3 separate regions of the Sus scrofa genome follow, and all the other regions are linked to region 2. Evidence: chromatin contacts called from public promoter capture Hi-C data. All regions are on one chromosome and are shown on one strand. Each heading gives the region's core, a stretch centred on a gene start, on an enhancer-like site or on the middle of the called end of the contact. The rest is flanking DNA. Distances are from core to core; before and after follow the strand shown. Region 1 holds the start of ZFPM1 (zinc finger protein ZFPM1). Region 2 holds the start of CA5A (carbonic anhydrase 5A, mitochondrial). Region 3 holds the start of ZC3H18 (zinc finger CCCH domain-containing protein 18).

Evidence for each region. Promoter capture Hi-C pulls out the DNA fragments that hold promoters and counts their contacts.
Region 1: a promoter capture Hi-C map of fetal skeletal muscle shows a contact between it and region 2, with 7 times the contacts expected there. The contact joins the promoter of ZFPM1 here to the promoter of CA5A in region 2. A contact is called at or near these places in 3 of 5 promoter capture datasets (fetal skeletal muscle, liver and skeletal muscle), 1 of 47 Hi-C or Micro-C datasets (liver) and 1 of 2 datasets of contacts at active chromatin or transcription factors (alveolar macrophages).
Region 3: a contact with region 2 is called in a promoter capture Hi-C map of liver, with 4 times the contacts expected there. The contact joins the promoter of ZC3H18 here to the promoter of CA5A in region 2. A contact is called at or near these places in 2 of 5 promoter capture datasets (fetal liver and liver), 5 of 47 Hi-C or Micro-C datasets (heart right ventricle, liver and subcutaneous adipose tissue) and 1 of 2 datasets of contacts at active chromatin or transcription factors (alveolar macrophages).

What each region holds. Positions count from the first base shown.
Region 1 is chr6:1,152,276-1,155,397 of Sscrofa11.1, reverse strand. It overlaps ZFPM1 (zinc finger protein ZFPM1), which reads left to right and starts at 1,426. Exons shown (of 11, transcript XM_021093668.1): 1 at 1,426-2,067. The coding sequence starts at 2,028. It overlaps LOC110261212 (basic proline-rich protein-like), which reads right to left and starts at 2,029. Exons shown (of 1, transcript XM_021096490.1): 1 at 1,238-2,029. The coding sequence starts at 2,029. The coding sequence ends at 1,238.
Region 2 is chr6:1,494,365-1,497,192 of Sscrofa11.1, reverse strand. It overlaps CA5A (carbonic anhydrase 5A, mitochondrial), which reads right to left and starts at 1,578. Exons shown (of 9, transcript XM_021093673.1): 1 at 1,461-1,578. It overlaps BANP (BTG3 associated nuclear protein), which reads left to right and starts at 1,709. Exons shown (of 14, transcript NM_001244650.1): 1 at 1,709-1,789. It also overlaps the pseudogene LOC110260890.
Region 3 is chr6:1,080,055-1,082,883 of Sscrofa11.1, reverse strand. ZC3H18 (zinc finger CCCH domain-containing protein 18) reads left to right here and starts at 1,343. Exons shown (of 18, transcript XM_021093665.1): 1 at 1,343-1,539.

The sequences.
Region 1 (3,122 bases), core at 177-2,676, 340 kb after region 2:
TCCTTTGTCCACTTGACAAACATTGTGGGAGCCCTGGGCTGAGTGAACCAGCCAGCCTAGGGCCTCCTGCTCCCCAGAGAAGTGGTACAGCCCCAGGCAGTTTTAGGAAGGCTGCACCCACGGGCCCTGGGCAGGGAGCAGGAAGAGCTGGTGGGTGCCTGACCTTAGACAGGTCTCTTGAATTCCTCTCCTTAGCGTTCTTGTCCGTCCAGTGGCCGTAGGTGGTCCTGGGGTGGACTTCAGCCCTCTGCCCTGGCTGCCAGTCTCCTGCCCTTATGGGAGCAGCAGCAGTGGGGTGGGGGGTGCCCAGGCAACCCTTCCCCCCTTCCACAGGGCAGGCAAAGGGAACAGAAGTTGGAATGGGGGGGTGGGGTCTCTCCAGCAGAGGGCTCAGCACCCAGCTGGCCTCCACACCTGCAGTTGTGATTGCCTGCCAGGCCCAGCCCTCTGGTCAGCAGGGCAGGCCCCGCCCTCTGGTCAGGCATCCAGGCATCCTCTTTGCAAATGTCTCCTCATTAGCCCCCAAGCCGTGCTAATGTCCTGTTTCTTGTGAATATGGGACGGGGACCAACCCCAAATTAAAGCCAAAAGGATAAAAGAATACAGTAGATCTCCAGGGACAGCTCTGATGCTGTGTGACCTTGAGCCTCCCTGGAAAGCGGTGGGCCCCTGGGACCCCATGAGCATATCCCCAGGACAGCAGAGTCGGTTTCCGTGCCTCCCAGCTAGAACAGGCAGTACTGACCTGGGGACCTCGCTCCCTTCCGACGGGGACTGGGCGTGGGGGTTGCCCAGCCTGCAGAGGGGCCTCCTTCCTGGGCCTCCAGCAGGGGCGCCCTGGAGAAGCAAGGCCTGGAGTCTGCGGCGGGGGAGCAGGTACAGGCCTCTGGCTTCTGCACCCTCCCCGATTTCCAGCCAGATCTGAGCCCAAGAGAAGAAGACCCCAAAACCCCCACTCTCCTGGAGCTAGAGCCGGGGATGTTGGGCGGAAGCCCCATCCTGCCACAGCCCGCTCCACACCCCAGATCTGGTCCAAGACAACATGGGCCGTCAAAGTCTCCAAAGGCTTCCAGACCCGGGGTTCACTGTCCCCCATCCGGTGGCGGAGGGGGCAAGTCGCAGTGACTGGGAGTGCGGGGCGGACTCCTTCGCTGGGGGCGGAGTTACAGAGCAGAGGGGCGGGGTCACGGCCCGTGGAGGTCGGAGCCGTGGCGTTGGGGCGTGGTCTGGGCGGGGCCTAGGGGCCGAATAAGGTCAGGTCAGACTTAGGGGTGGAGCTGGCGTCGGGGGACGGGTCCAGGGAGGCCTGGAGCCCGGTCGGACACGGTGCTACGGAGCGGCGGGACTCACTGGATCTCAGCTGCGCCTGGGGACAAAGCGGCAGGGCCGAACGAGGCGTTAAGGAGGCCACAGGTCCACCCAGGGCAGGGGGCCGAGTGTCGGGGCGGGGCCAGCTCCCTGCGGGCGGGGCGAGCAGGCGGGGCAGGGCCGTGGCGGCGGGGAAGCTAGGCCAGTCCAAGGGCCCGCCAGGGCCTCGGGGCGGGGCCAGCCGGGGCGGGGCGGGGCCACGGACGAGGGGACGAGAGGTCCGCCCGGGGGCGGGGCGCTGCGCCGGGGGCGGGGCAAGCGGATGGGGGCGGGCCCGGAGGCGCGGCGCCCGTGACGCGCACGCCCCGCCCGCACGCCCTGAGCGTCCAGGCCGAGGCCGCCGGGTTCGCCGCGCGCTGCCCGCAGGTTCCATTGAGGAGAGCAGCGCAGCGGCGGCGGCGGCGTCTGCGCGGGAGCCAGGGAGCCGGCAGGAGCCCGCCGCCCCTGGCGGTCCGCGCGGCCGTAACGCAGGCCCGATCCTCCGGCCTCCGCAGCGGCGCCGGGCCGAACGCGGCGGGCTGGGGGCGCGGGCCAGGGCGGCCGCGGAGCCCGGGGGCCGGGGGCATGAGCCGCCCCGCGGCCCCGCCGCGCCCCCGCCGCCCGCCGCCGCCCGCCAGGGGCTAGAGGCGGCCGCCGGGAGGGCGCGCGGCGCCGGAGACATGTCCAGGAGGAAACAGAGCAACCCCCGGCAGATCAAGCGTGAGTCAAACTTTGCCCGCCCGCCCCGACCCCCGCCGGCCCCCGCCGGCCCGCCCCCGGTCCGCCCAGCTCTTCTTGCGGCGCCCGCGACCTTCACCCTGCGCCGCGCCCCCCGCGCTGTGTGCCAAGCGCGCCGTAATCTAATCTCCGCCGGCGGGCCGGGCCCCCGCGTCTCGGCTCCCGCACTGGAGGTCCGGCCTGGAGAGGGGGTCCGCCCAGAGGGCCGGAACGGGGTGGCTGGGGGCGCGGCCACCTCGCGGCTGCCCCTCCCCCCGCCTCCCCGAGATGGTGCGGCGATAAGGCGGCCCCGATCCGGGCTCAGATAAAGTTTAAAATATTCCATTCTGCAAGTCCCATCCTGATAAGATCGCTCTGTCGGGACGGGCTGAAATTGTGATCTTATCTCGGCCGGTTGACTCTCCCAGGCTTTGTATCTAGAGGGAGAAAGAGAGAGACCTGGGAGGGAGACAGGGCACTCGGGACTGTGTGGAAGCGCAAGGCTGAGTGGTGGGACCCGCTGGCGCCCAGCGCCACTCCTGCCGGCCCAGAACCTGGTGCCTTGGAGGCTGGGGAAGGTAGCTATCGCAGCCTGTGCGCTGGGCTCCAGCCGCTTCGACGCTGGAGCCTTCCCTGCCTGGGGACAGCTTCTTGGAGGTCCCGCCCTCCCTGTGTCCCGGCAAGGACTGCACAGGCACTGTGTGCTCCGCAGCTTGTGGTCACACACTCCTAGCTGAGCGACTGCTCCAAGTCAGGGAGGGTCTCCTGGGACTGCATCTTGGGCCAGGGTCGCCTCTCCGTGTCCAAGTTTCTCACCTATCCAGCTTGTAGGCCACTCCCGGGGGTGGGGGCAGGCGGCCGCTGTGTCCACATTGCTGATGCCCTCGAGATAAGAGGGCCCCGCACTCTTGGGGCCGCCTGGCTGCTCGAGCAGCCCGAGCCAGGGCAGCGCACAGGAAACAGGGCTCCCCACCCCACGCCAGGAGTAACTTCGCATCTCTGCAGCCAAAGCCAGGGCGGGGGACTTGCTTTGGTGGGGAGGGGGCGGGGGGGCACAT
Region 2 (2,828 bases), core at 329-2,828:
GTTTGATCCCTGGCCCCGCTCAGTGAGTTAAGGATCTGACATTGCCGTGGGCTGTGGTGTAACACGGTCGCAGACTCGGCTCAGATCCCGTGTTCCTGTGGCTGATCCTGCGGCCAGCTACAGCTCCGATTAGACTCACAGCCTGGGAGGTTCCATATGCCCCGGGTGCAGCCCTAAAAAGCCAAAAAGAAAAAAAAAAGAAAAAGGAGAGCAGCACCAGAAAATCCACGCTAAAGCGTTTCTCCATCGTTTGTAGTGTTTGGAGGATCAAAAGAATTCTAGCTCGTTTTAAACAACTCAGAGGCAAGCATAAAGAAGAGAAATGAAAAGCAGCGGTCAGAGTTCCCGTCGTGGCGCAGGGGTTAGCGAATCTAGCTAGGAACCATGAGGTTGTGGCTTCGATCCCTGGCCTTGCTCAGGGGGTTGATGATCCGGCGTTGCCGTGAGCTGTGGCGTAGGTCGCAGACGCGGCTCTGATCCTGCGTTGCTGTGGGTCTGGCGTAGGCCTGCGGCTACAGCTCCGATTAGACCCCTAGCCTGGGAACCTCCATGTGCCCCGGGAGCGGCCCTAGAAAAAGAGGCAAAAGGACAAAAAAAAAAAAAAAAAAAGAAAGAAAGAAAAGCAGCGGTAATACAAGCACACAAGAAAAACAATACCATTAAGCAGGAATACTATTTTTGGGAATTACCTATAGTTTGGGGATTTTTTCCCTATGGGTACCCACAATTGTGCTTTTATGCAAAATAAACATATAGATATTCATATGTCCTATGTTTATGTTCACATATAACTATGATTACATTAATACGCAACAGTCTACATATTACATATGCACATATTTATTTACCAATTACACAGAATACATATTATCATGTATAATTTTTTTTTTTCAGGGCCACACCTACAGCATACCTAAGTTCCCAGGCTAGGGATGGAATCAAAGTTGCAGCTGCTGGTCTACACCACAGCCACAGCCACAGCCACGTCAGATCCTGAATCCACTGAGTGAGGCCAGGGATCGAACCTCATCCTTATGGATACTAGTCCTGGTCGTTACTGCTGAGCCACAACAGGAACCCCTATATCACGTATAATTAATACGCACTTTTCCACGCGCGTGCACTCGAGCCTGTGGAGACCCTGAGGACGCCTAAGCATACCCCGTTACTCGGAGGAACGCCGCCACAGCGGCGGTGGGAGCGATTCCTGGACACGCCTGGGGCAGCGGGCCAGGCATCTGAACTACAAGTCCCAGCATTCCGCTTGCGGCGAGGGACGAGGGACCCGAGCGCGGGCGAGACCACAAATACCGGCAGGCTTGGCGCAGATGCAGGGACCACGAATCCCAGAATGCACTGCTCAAGGCTCGCGCAAAGCCCTCCGGGACATGTAGTCTTAGGGGTGGCTAATTCCTAGTCATTCCGCCTCAAAGAAAATGCAAATTCTTCGAACAGCCTACCGACGTGATTTCTCCGGGATTATCCGGGAGCCCGAGCGCACGACAGTGAAGTAAGCAGCCCGGGGGCCCGAACTGCGGCGGGGGAGCGGGACGCGTGCGCATGCCCGGCGGTCGTCGGCGCCGGCGAAAGCGCGCGCGGAAGGCCTCGCACGGCAGGCCCCGCCCCTGCACCCGGCGCGCCCGCCCGGGAGCCTGCGCAGACGGCGCGGGGTGGAGGGCCGTGGGGAGGGACTCGCGGCGCCTGCGCAGTGCGGCGGCTTCTCTCGCGAGGACGGACGCCATTATCGCATCTCCCCGACAAACACCACGAGAATTCCGCAGCCCACACGGTAATTGCAGCTCCCGCAGCCGGTCGCGTCTCCACCTCCCCCTTCCCGCGGGGCGAGAGCGAGAGCGAGATCTCCCCTCCTCCCTCCTCCCTGCGCCCTCCTCCGGCCGCCGCGCCCGCGCCGCCGCCGCCCCCGCCCCCGGACGCGGGGGCCCGGCCCCAACGGCCCGCCGCCCTGGGCGCCCCCGCCTCAGCCCTGCCGGCCGCCGGCCCGCCGCGCCCCGGCCCGGCCGGGCTCCCGCCGCCCCCGCGGGCCTGTCCCGGAGCCGGAGCTGGAGCCGGCGCGGCGCGGGCCTCCCTTCCGGGACCTCGTCCCGCGGTGTCCGGGCCGCGGGCCGGGCGGGGGCGCGCCGCCTCTCCTCCGGGACGCGACCTCGCCTTCGCCGGGCGGCCCCGCGGGTGGGCCGGGCGGCGGGGAGGCCGCTCCGGCGCGGGCTGCGGGAGAGCGGCTGCGGGGCAGCCGGGCCTTCCCGGGGCCGGGCCCGTAGCCGGAAGTGCGGGGGCAGGAGCCTGGGGGGCGGGCGGGTGGTCCGGCCGCGTGAGGGGCCCGAGGTGCCCGCGGTGCCGCCCGGGGGCCGCCGCCGCCGCAGTGCCCGCGCCCTGCCCCCCGCGTGCTCCGCTCCGGTTCCTTTGGTCTCGCAGTTAAAATAAGTGCGTGTTCTTGGCACGCGGGGCTCTGTCCCCGTGGGCTCTCATTTCTAGGGACGGCTGTCACTCGCGGGTCCTGTGCGGTGGCGGGGACGGCCAGCCTTTCGGCGAGCCGGGCAGGTGAGAGGGGCTGACGGAGACCCACGCAGGTCAAGGGGCCCGCCAGGACACGCAGGCCGGGGGGACGTGTCTCAACCCCACGCTCCTGAACCGCACGTACATTTAGTGCTTTGATAAGGGAACGTCCACGGGGAAAGCGTCCCTGGGAAACCTCGGCCGAGAAGCAGCAGTTCCCGGGCCGTCGTTCTGTGCCGCTGCTGGAGACTTAGCTCCGTGGTGTAAACAATAAGCCGAGGTTACCAGTTTATACGTTCTTGACTTGCTGCCTTTTT
Region 3 (2,829 bases), core at 94-2,593, 410 kb after region 2:
TTTCAATTAGATTAGTCATGAAGTCTGGTTAGGCTTAGCATAAGTGACTCCATTTTGGGGCTGTTGTTTTCATTTTTTTAATTTAAAAAAATTTTTTTTATTTTTTATTTTTTTGTCTTTTGTCTTTTTACGGCTACTCCCAAGGCATATGGAAATTCCCAGGCTAGGGGTCTAATCAGAGCTGTTTCTCTTTAAACAACATTGGGAATAGTTAAAAAGTTTAAGCTTTGACATTTAAACTCAGTATCTCAAAAATGATTGTTTTGTGTTGGATCAGTTATATTTGATAAAGCAATAGCTATTTAGTTACACAGAAATAGTTTCAAATGTTTCAGCTTTGACTTTTTTTTTTTTTTTAGGGCCACACCCTCAGGATGGAGGTTCCCAGGCTAGGGATCTAATCCGAGCTACAGCTGCCGCCTACGACACAGCCACAGCAAGCCAGATCCGAGCCGCGTCTGTGACCTGCACCACAGCTCACGGCAACACCGGATCGTAAACCCACTGAGCGAAGCCGGGGATCAAACCCCCAACCTCATGGTTCCTAGTCAGATTCATTTCCGCTGTGCCACCACGGGAACTCCTAGGCTTTGACATTTTAACTCGCTATCTCGAAAATGATCATTTTGTTTTGAACTGATTCTATCTAACGGAAGGGGGGATTTAATCCCCCCAAAACAGTTTAAAAAGTTTAATCTTCGTTATTTAAACTCATTTCCTGGAGTTCCCGTCGTGGTTCAGCAGAAAGGAATCTGACTAGCATTCCTGAGGAAGCAGGTTCGATCCCTGGCCTCGCTCAGTGGGTTAAGGATCTGGCACTGCAGTGAACTGTGCTACAGGTCGCAGACACGGCTCTGCCCCCTCGTTCCTGTGGCTGTGGTGTAGCCCGGCAGCTACAGTTCCGATTTGACCCCTAGACTGGGAACTTCCATAAGCCGCGGGTGCGCCCTGAAAAGATTAAAAATAAAATAAACTCATTTCCCTGAAAGGACTAACTTTGGATTGGGTGCGCAGCCCCCCTGCGCGGAAGCTCCCCACCCGGAAGGGGGCAGGTAAGTTCTTCGCCCCACCTCCCCGGGACCCATCTCCGCGCGCAGCTCGCACAGCGGGGCGGGAACCCGCCGGCGCTCACGCGTCACGTGACCCGGAGGCCCGGGAAGCTCTCCCAGCCGCACGACGGCCGGCGCGCGCGTCCTGAGACCCGCCCGGGAGGCGGGGCCTCGGCCGCGCCTGCGTCCTGTCGGGTTCAGGCGGGCGCGCGCCGCGGGGGCGGGGCTGCGAGGAGGCAGCTGCGCGGAGGCCGGAAGGAAGCGGGCGGAGGGCGGGGCAAGAGAGGTAAGCCCGCCCGGCCCGCAGGACAACCGTCGCGGCCTGATGACGTCGCACAATGGCCGGCCCCCGCGGGTAGTGGAGCCCGTTTGTTCCGCCCGCGTCGCGCCTCAAGCCGGAGCCTGTGAGGAGCGGAAGGGTCGAGGGACGACTTCCCCACGCCGCCCCGACCTCCGCGGAGCCGTGGCCCCCCCTCCCTGCTCTCGTAAGGTAAGTGGTGGCGCCACCACGGAGGCGGGGCGGGTAGAAGGAGGAGGCCGAGGCGGCCGGGCGGGGAGCGTGGCGGCGGCGCGGAGCGGAGGCCGGGGAGCCCCGCCGCCTCCGCCTCCGGGGAGCGCTCCAGGCTGCCCGCGGCCGAAGCGTGGTTCTCGAGCCCCAGGAAGAGGACGTTGACTCAGGCACGATCCTGCGCTCCTTTCGCTGCGAGCCGGCCGGGGACCCTGGAACCCTTTAGCCCGAGCGCACGGCGGCTGCCTCCGCGCCCGCCGTGGAGTTGATCTCCCGAAGCTGTCATTTCTCTTCCGGGACATCCGCGTGGCAGTGTTTGCCGCCTACAAAGACCGGGGGAGGGGGCGGCGGAAGGAGGCACGCAGGCTCACCCTCCGGACTGGGGATGGGCTCTTCAGGAGCTTTGAACTCTCTCGAGCCTCTTGGAACTTGCCCCCTCGGCTTCCCGGTGGCACAGGTTGGACCTATGCGCTGCGCCCCAAGATGCGCGCCACTCTTTGGAGTAAACTTCCTTTCCTTTGGTAAGGAGCCCAAAGGATGCCGGGTCATTGCTGGGGGGACGTCAGACTTTAAGACTTCCGGCTTTGCTCCTGCGAAAACTTCAAGTTTTCCTGAATTCTTACGACAGCTGAGTTGGCCAGGTAGAATGGTCGATTATCTTAAGTGAGCTGTTCAGCTCCATCTGTTAGAGTAGATCAGCCTTCGGATCTCTTTGGGGAGAATGGAAGGAGAGGGCTTTTGGGGGCACAGCAGTGGCTCTCTTGGTTTCTCATCTTCACGTTGCCTTTGGAGTGGTCCTTTCCCAGAGCGGAGATTGGGATTCTCAGGGTGAGTCTGGACCTGGGCTGATTCCCATTTCCCCAACAGGAAGTCTTTTCCTAGTGATTTTACAGTCTGAACACATGTGTGGAGCCCAGCCAGCTCTGAAACCATTCAGATGTGTCCCAGAGGTTAAAACCCCTCAGCCTCTCCAATTTGAGGTGGGAGATGGTGAAACATTTTATGAAAACTTTGTGGAATCGTTCCCGAGAGCAGAAGAGTTTTTGGGTTTGTTTTTTTTTTCCTTTTTCACTGATCATCTCGAGGTGAGTGAGTGCATCCTCCCTGAGGGGTCATTTGGGGTCAGGCTTGGTCAGGTTGGGGACAGTGTCTGTCACCAACCCACACATCCTTCCTTTGGATGTTTTAAGTCTATGAAGTTATGATTCTGCATTTTCTTTTTGTCTTTTTTTTTTTTTTGCTATTTCTTGGGCCGCTCCCGCGGCATATGGA